Regions from separate parts of the Arachis hypogaea genome. Here region 1 is linked to region 2. Evidence: chromatin contacts called from public Hi-C data. All regions are on one chromosome and are shown on one strand. The core of a region is the stretch at or near the end of the contact, and the rest is flanking DNA. Distances in the headings are between cores, read along the strand shown.

Evidence for each region. A called contact is a pair of places that touch in the nucleus more often than the background predicts.
Region 1: a Hi-C map of leaf shows a contact between it and region 2, with 4 times the contacts expected there. The contact joins the enhancer-like site here to the promoter of LOC112779754 in region 2. A contact is called at or near these places in 2 of 8 Hi-C or Micro-C datasets (leaf and an unstated tissue).

Annotation. Positions count from the first base shown.
Region 1 is chr19:7,172,694-7,177,001 of arahy.Tifrunner.gnm2.J5K5, reverse strand. No RefSeq gene overlaps it. Among protein-coding and RNA genes, the nearest start is that of LOC112777445, 12 kb to the right of the region's middle. Within about 2 kb of position 2,886, at least 2 of the 3 cell types and tissues checked have open chromatin away from gene starts, as enhancers often do.
Region 2 is chr19:7,072,041-7,076,206 of arahy.Tifrunner.gnm2.J5K5, reverse strand. It overlaps LOC112779754 (FBD-associated F-box protein At5g60610), which reads right to left and starts at 2,865. Exons shown (of 4, transcript XM_025824092.3): 1 at 2,617-2,865; 2 at 532-1,800; 3 at 256-444; 4 at 1-97. The coding sequence starts at 1,782.

The DNA.
Region 1 (4,308 bases), core at 1,637-4,136, 100 kb before region 2:
TCAATAATATTATTAAAAGTGCTTTTCGAAACTTTGGAATGATGAAGAGGCACACCCAAATATTTTTTTAAATCATCCGTTCTAGAGAAATTCAAGGCTTCCGAGATGCTTGTTCTAACATTGTTTCCTACATTATGGGAGAAGAAGACTAGTCTTATCCTAATTGACCTTCTGCCCGAAACTATCACAAAAGGCATTAAGGCAATTATTAATGACCTCAGCTTGTTCCAAGCTTGCTTCCGCAAACAAAATTAATTATCTATGAAGCAAAGGTGAGAAATCTCTGGAGCATCTCTTTTCAAACGAATAGGTTTCTAAAATCTATGCTCCACAGTTGCATCAATAAGTTGAGCTAAGCATTCAATACATAGAACAAAAATGTAGGGAGAAATAGGGTCTCCTAGTCTGATGCCCCTAGATGGTGTGAATTCTTCCAATTCATCACCATTCCAAAGAACTCTCATTTTAGCAGAAGATATACAATCATAAATGAGATTAGTTATATGGGAGAGAAAACCGATGTCCATCAAGGTATTCTTTATAAAAGATCATTTTAATCTGTCATAGGTTTTTTTGAGATCGATTTTAATAGCCATCCAACCTTTTCCATCTTTTTTGCTCCTCATCGAATGAATAATCTCCTAGGTTATAATAATATTATCTGATGAATTCCTTCCCGAAACAAAGCTACTTTGAGTTGGCCTGACTAACTTAGCCATCAAAGTTTGCAACCGATTTGCTAAGATTTTTGTAACCACCTTATATGAGACATTACACAAACTGATAGGTCTCATGTGTTTGAGGCTGGAGACCGGTTCAATTTTAGGAATAAGGACCATGAGAGTCTCATTAATATCACTTACGAAAGTTGGGTTCCTGAAAATATTTTGAACAAGATTACAAAGATTAGCACCAACTTTTTGCCAATGTTGCTGGTAAAAGACAGCTTGGATACCATTCCTTCTTCGAGCTTTAAGGCTACCCATGGCAAGCACAACCTCTTTAACCTCCAAGGGGATACTATTCGACCTATCCTCTCCAACTCAGCAGTACTTAGCTCAGGAAAGGCGTTAGAAATAATAAAAGGAACATTATCAGAATAATCACAATAAAAGTTCGCATAAAAGGATACAGCCCAATTTTCCATATCATTACTTTATGTTAACCACTCACCATCATCATTCTGAATGGTGAGAATTTTATTTTTTCTTCTCCTCACCATGGTAGAGCCATGGAAGAATTTAGTATTCCAGTCACCGAACTCTAACCACTTGCTTCTCGATTTCTGGAACCACAATAATTCCTCTTGTACAAGAACCTCCTTATAATCTCGGCATAGGTAAAATTGTAAATTTTCCAAGAATCTGTTGCTCCCATGAGTTAATCTATTAGAGATGCCATTCAGCCTTCTTAGGATCTTTTTCTTTCTCTGGAAAATATCACCAAACACCGAAGTATTCCAATCTTGAAGGGATTTCTTGAAATTTTGCATAGTTGCTGTCCAAGAATTATCGACCTTTCAGCATCTATTCACCATACTATCGAAATTCGGGGGAGTTAACCATGCCGCAACAAATCTGAATGGGCGACGCCCTCTATTAATAGGAGAATTAGAAGATAAATGGAGGCAAATGGGCAAGTGGTCAAATTTCAGCATAGGGATGTGTCGAACACAAGTCTCAGAAAACCTGATATGCCAGTCCATGTTATTAAGGGCCCTATCCAACCTTTCTACCAAGTTACCTCGTCTCTAAGTAAACGTCCAACCCGCAAAATCCAAATCCACCAAACCACAATCAGATGCATAAGCTTGGAAGTATGAGCAAGCTCCTGGGTTGGTTCTAGCCATGCTTCCCCTTCTTTCATAATCATGAAGGAGAGCATTGAAGTCTTTAATAGCACACCAAGGACTACTAATATCATTAACAAAATCTCTCAGATTATTCCATGACTCCCTTCTGTTAATTTTCTGCAGGGAGCCATAAACTGCACCAAGGAACCACAGTTCAGAGTTGTTGCTAGATACTCTGAGGTGAACAACTTGTCTGTTGTGCCCCTACAATATCTACCCTCCAAACTCCTAAATTCCACAAAATCCAAATCCCACCAGACCTCCCCAAACCTTCGACAATGAAAGACCCATCAAAACCCAACTTATCTCTTACTTCTTTGGCCCGAGCCCCACTAATCTGAGTCTCAAAGAGAAAAACCTTATTAGCATGTTATTCACGTTTCAATTCCTTAATAAGGAAATGAAAATTCTTTCCCCCCGCTCCTCTGCAATTCCAAGCGATAATACTATTCATAAGGACATAACAAGAAAGAAGGTCACCAAGAACCACGGTCAAGCTTAGGCATTTGCCTCTTTCTCTGAATCGGACCTCACAACGGAAGTCGTCTCTTGTGACACTTCATTACTAGAAGAAGCCCCGATATTAATTTTTGGTGGTCTTCCTCCTCCACCAATTTTATCGTGATCACTGCGCTCCATGAGCTTATGCGGAGGTAGTTGATTAAGTAGCAATATGCGCTTCCAAGAACCCACCAGATCCTTTTGGTGTCGAAAAAATATTTTATTGCTCCTTTCGAAGTATTCTCATGCTTTCCAACATCACATGCTCTATCGTCTCTTTTTCAAGGTCTTTGGCCTTTGCTTGAACTTAAGAAGAGGGTTCTGGAATATCAAGCTTTCCACGTTGTGATTTTTCGAGAGAGTTTTCCTTTGGGGTTGCACTCTTTTCTTTAGTACTATGGCTATTCTTGAGACCGTGGGCCTTCATGGAAGTCTTTTTTGGATTTAAAACATTTTTGTTAGCCCCACTTTAATAGTTTTTTATGGCTAGTAAGTATTTTTACTTGAGTGAGTTGGACATTTTCTTCCCTTGGCCCAGAACCAATAGTAGAACCAATAATAAAGGCTTTCCCTTGGGCTTCATTGCATTCATGCACATGCATATCTTCTTCCAAATCTTCATGCAAGATGTGAAATCTCGATCCCAAACTTTGGCAAGAACTTTCCTTATTTTCATGCTCTTTCAAGATTGAAGTGAGATCAGTTGCCATGATCACTTTCTTTTTATATGTTGCATTGGAATCTTTCCTTCTCTGAATTGGTTTTCTAATCAACATCCAAGGCCCAAGATCAGGAGGATTTTGCCTGTTACCATAATCACGTTGAGACACTAATTGTGGATTGTTTCCATGTTGGTCTTCATTCTTCTTTTGATTGGATTCAACTCCATCATGCCTTACCTCGCCGGTGATGTTCGGCTGAGAAGCTTCATTGTTCGAAGCTTCAGTACACATGTCAGCTCAATGGCCGTACTTGCCACACGTAAAGCAAATTTGATGCAACCCTTCGTACTCAATATTGAGTTTGCTTCCCATCACTGAGATATTTGGCACCAGTTTCTTGGTGAGATCAATCTCCACACAAATTCTAGCAAACTTAACCCTCGAGTATATAGAAGTTGTCCGATCAATTTTGATCATCTGACCTATTGCTGATCCAACTCTTAACAGGAAACGTTGATTATAGAGTTCAATGGGGAGGTTCAGGATCCGGACCCAGGCCATTTTTTTCTTACTCGATGCTCCGACGTGAGGAAGAAAGCCTTCCACCTTTGAACTATGAGATAATGTCCCGCCACCATCTAATGACCCTCCATCAAAGCATGAGAATAATCTTCTTCATCTGAAAAATAAACTAGAAAATAGTCACGATCCATATCAATTACATCAATCTTACCTTTTCTCTCTTTATAGTCATTGTTCCATGAACTCTAGCCCCACATATTTGCCTAGAACTTTCACAACAAGTGCTGACTTCCAAAGTCTGCACCAGTCCCCAAATTCTTCTTTCGATATTGGAATAACAGGACATGGATCAAACGGTTGTTCTTCCGCTTTATTGCTTTCATCTTCCTTGTACCATCTGTCCTCCGGATCAGAGGTATCTTTGAGCACCTCCTCCATCACGTTGGGACTCTCCTCCAGTCTTGGTCCAATAGGCGTAAACAGAGACTCTTTGTATGACGCCTTCATGTCTCCTTCGGTCGTATCTCCTCCCAGGTCTGAGGAGATCATCATGTCGCTAGGTTAATTGAGATCAACTTCTTCTCGCGTCTTGATTTTTTTAGTACTTCGTTGAATCAGATCTTTTTCTTGTGGAGAAATCCTAGCAGAGTTTTCTGTCATAATATAACTTCATAATATTATCTTTTCAATTGATCAGTTTGAATATTGGAATCAATGACAGCTAGTATGCCGTTGATTTTAATTCCAACTAGATTAAAGTTACTCTAAGAT
Region 2 (4,166 bases), core at 1,616-4,115:
CCTTGACAATCTTCAAGGCATGCCACCAACATTTTGTATTACTTGAACTGCAGTGGCACTTCCCTTCCTTTCTTCCCATCAGTGTCTCATACAAAAACTGTTGTTTTTTGCAAAATAACAAACGGCGTTAGAAAGATCATATTGATGATAAAGTATATAAACACAAATGCAGTCACAGCTGGGATGAAAGTACTGTTGTCGTTGTAAATGCAAGACTCAATGCAAGACTCAGAAAATTTGAGGATAATGACATACCTGAATGAATGCTTTACCATGAACATAAGAGCGAAAACTAAATGAAATAGAGTTCGGGCAGCAACTTGAAAGCAAGTAATTCATAAAAGGGAAATAGAGAGCTTCGTAGTCCGGAGAAAAAAGTAATTCCAAGCGTTTAATAGTTGGAGGAATAGATGAAACTTGGAATGCACCCTGCTCTGGTTCAGTCTACAGAATTCAGACAAACAAACAAATAAATAAAATAGGCAAATATGTAAAGCAGAATGAACCAATGTAGCAAGTGTATATACTTACTAGAATTGACAGACAGATAAAGAGGGAGACTGATGCCCAAATCTTTTGGGGTTTAATGTTTTGGACAAATTTCCTCAAGCTACAAAGGTCCCGAAAATCCACATCGCTAAAACTATTGACTTCCAATTGATTAGAACATTTCTGAAAAGATATACCAGGTTGGTTGTTTCCCTCATACGCAAATGATAATAAATTTCGAGCATCAATGTTAAGCTCCTCCAAGTTAGAGCAGTATGATAACTTCAAGACCTTGAGTTGAGCACTTGAAATATTAATCCTCTGAGACATCGAGCAATTGTCTAGTTCCAAACTCTCAAGGAAAGGAAATTTAGAAAATAGTTCAAGAAACCATTTGTCTCCGATAGCAATGTTCTTCAAATTCCATAAGCACAGCCATCTCAAATTTGTGCAACTATCTAAATTCAGCTTGAAAGATGTATTTTGATACTGAAGACAACAATGTAAGCTCTCAAGATTTGGAGCATCAATATATACTTCCCGCATTCCTTGAACATAAACTTTCTTGAGCTTATGTAAACCATGCAAGAATAGTGATTCCACAAGACTGAACTCATACACTTGAGGAGTTCCTCTGATTGGAGGGTTATAGACAGCACAATCAATCACGGTTAAATCTTCAATTAGAGGACAATGAGAAATGACATGATCTATAATCCCTTCATGTGCAAAAAATATATTGCATAGTTTTATTATTCTCACTGAGTAAAGCTTGATGGAATGGGTGAGGAATGCTTGGTCAACTCTGATTCGGTCCATCAACACCAACTTAGTAAGTGATTTGGATTCAATGACACTGAGTGGAAGGTCATAAAACCTGTCCGGACTGTGTCTCCTTACATAGCGACTAGAGAGGCGAAGCTGTAAATGTAATACTTCGCCACCACTTTCAAGAGCCATCTTCATCCATAGATCAACATGGTGGGCCATGCACTTATGGTCTACATAGTCCATGATGAGCTTGAATTCTTTGATTGCTAAGCCTAGGTCGCCGAGCCTCAGTAATCTTCTCCCAACATAGTCAACAACTTTGTCTATTTTGCTATGATAATTGTCTACCGTTACATCTTGACTCTTAAAATGTTGATCGCTGCAAATAGACAATATTGGAAACGTAGACCATGCTTCTCTCCAAGCCTTTGATAAAACACTAGTCCTGGCAGAATCTCTGTCCGGAAGTCTTGCGAGAATGTCATGAAGTATAGCTTCTGGCAAACCAGATATTTGGTCCATTTTTCCCCAGCTTCAGTACTGATAGCAAGTATAATATCATGGATGGATAATTGTAACTTATACAATGCCAAGAAAGAAAGAAATAAAAAAAAAATCACATGTATTACATGTTTATTATCAAAATGATTCATCTGGGAAGCTAGAGATGTATGATTATGAATGACTTTCAACTAAGTACACTGATGAGATTTTTCATTGTAAAATTCATAAACTGTTCATCAAATTTTCATCATGACCCAAAATGTCCCATTAAAACTCATAAATACTATAATAATAATAATAATATAAAGATCAATGTGGAACCTATGTAGATCTCTATCACTAATTTCTTCTTCTTCTTATGTGAAGTGTAATAATTTTTGAGATGGAGTTACGACATAAGAAAGAAAACACAAGGGACTAATTGTTTTTCTCTATGGAAGTATGATGATTGATGTACATGTACTCTAACATTGTAATTTTTAGTATTTTTTAAAATGGTAAAAAATATAGAAATCGGAGTATCTCAAATCTTTTACGATTTTAAAAATTAAAGGATCCAATTTTTGTGCTTTAGAAATGTCTGTACTCCTAGAATTTAAATTTTTTAATTTCTGTACTCCAAATCAAACTTTACTACATTTATCAAATTAATATCCCAAACTCTAGAAAAATACCATTATTAAACCAATATAAACAAATAAAGTGTAGACTCTATCTCCTTTGTCACTAAAAAATGAATTTCAATTTTTCTTCCTATCTCCTAAACAGTAACCTCACTAGTTTCTAGACTAAAGAAAAGCTCGTTGTTCCAATAACAGAAAAAGAAAGGGGAATATTAAAAAATAAACTTACCTTCTCCAATAGAGTGTGTTTGTGGTGATTTGAAAGGTGTAGAAGTGCGGTATTTTTTTTGCTTTGTGATAGATGATGCGAAATAAATGAGCGAATTTCTGGGCTTAAGGTTTTGGTTTCAGTGTTTTATACTCTCACTTTAGACGGTGATAGAAGAGACCTCTCTTCTGGGTTTAAAGTTTTGGTTTTAGTATCTTATACTCTCACTTTAAACGGCTTTAGACGGTGATAGAAGAGACCTCTCTTCTCGGTTTAAAGTTTTGGTTTTAGTATCTTATACTTTCACTTTAGACGGTGAAAGAAGAGACTGACAGAGAAGTCCGTTTTAAGTGGTGATCTTCTGAAAAAAAAAAAAAAAATTTTTGAGTTTTTTTTTTTTATAAATTTTATAAAAAAACAATTTTATGTTTAAATATTTTATAAAAAAATTATATTTATCAATTATATTTAGGTATAATAAGATAAAAATACTTTTTGTTTATTTATTACGTGAAAAATATTTTTTAAAAAAATCTTTTAAAAAAATGTAAATTTTTATTTTTTTAAAAAAATATAAATTGTAATTTTTTTAAAAAATATTTTTTATTTTTTATTTTTTACTATTTTTATTTTTAATTTTTTACTAATAAAAATTTACCGAATACGCTAAAAAATAAAAAAAATATTTTTTATCAACTTAATAATACTCAAACAAACATAAAAGAATTACATTTTTTATTTATAAAAGATGTAGTTTATAAATATGAAATCAATTTTGTTATTGATATATAAAAGCCTACTGAGCATTAAATTAGTTCATCCTTAAAAAAATAAACTATCAAAATATTACTTGAAAATTTGTATCGCTAATAAAACAAATTTTAAAAAATACTAACGATAAATAAATCCGTAAAAAATTTAAAAATACGACAAAAAGAACTTGATACTCAAAATGTTGTGGCATGTAGACGGTAGTTTAAGTGTTTACTCGAATCCTATGTAAAATTTTCATCCGAAATTTTTAGAAAATAAACTTTAAAAAAAAGGATAGAAAAAGGATCTACAAACAGAATGAAATAAAGCTATGCTTAAATGGTTAAGATTACAAATCTGAGGAAAGAGCATTTACCGAAGAAACTTTGCGGCTAATAAAAGAATTCGCCACCAAAATATGTAAAAGAATTCATGCTAATAATTAAATACTATAAATGTATATTTTTATGGAGCCAAAAATAGGAATTCTTAATTGTTAGGAGAATAATGTAGTCCATTAATTATCTTTTAAGTTAATATTATAATTTATAAGGTTTTACTTTTTAATTTTAAAATTTTAAAAATTAACAAAATAAAAACTAATAAAAAATTGGGCCACATTATTGAGAAAAAAAATGAATAACATAAAACAAGAGTATTTATTTACTCTCAGAACATAAAAAAATAGGACAAAACTCTTATTTATGCCTTACCTAAAGGATAGGATCGTTATCAAACTACACATCATGAAATTTTGTTGTGTACCTTTCCCACCCTAAATATGAAACGATATGCAATTTTGTTTTGTGTGGTTAATT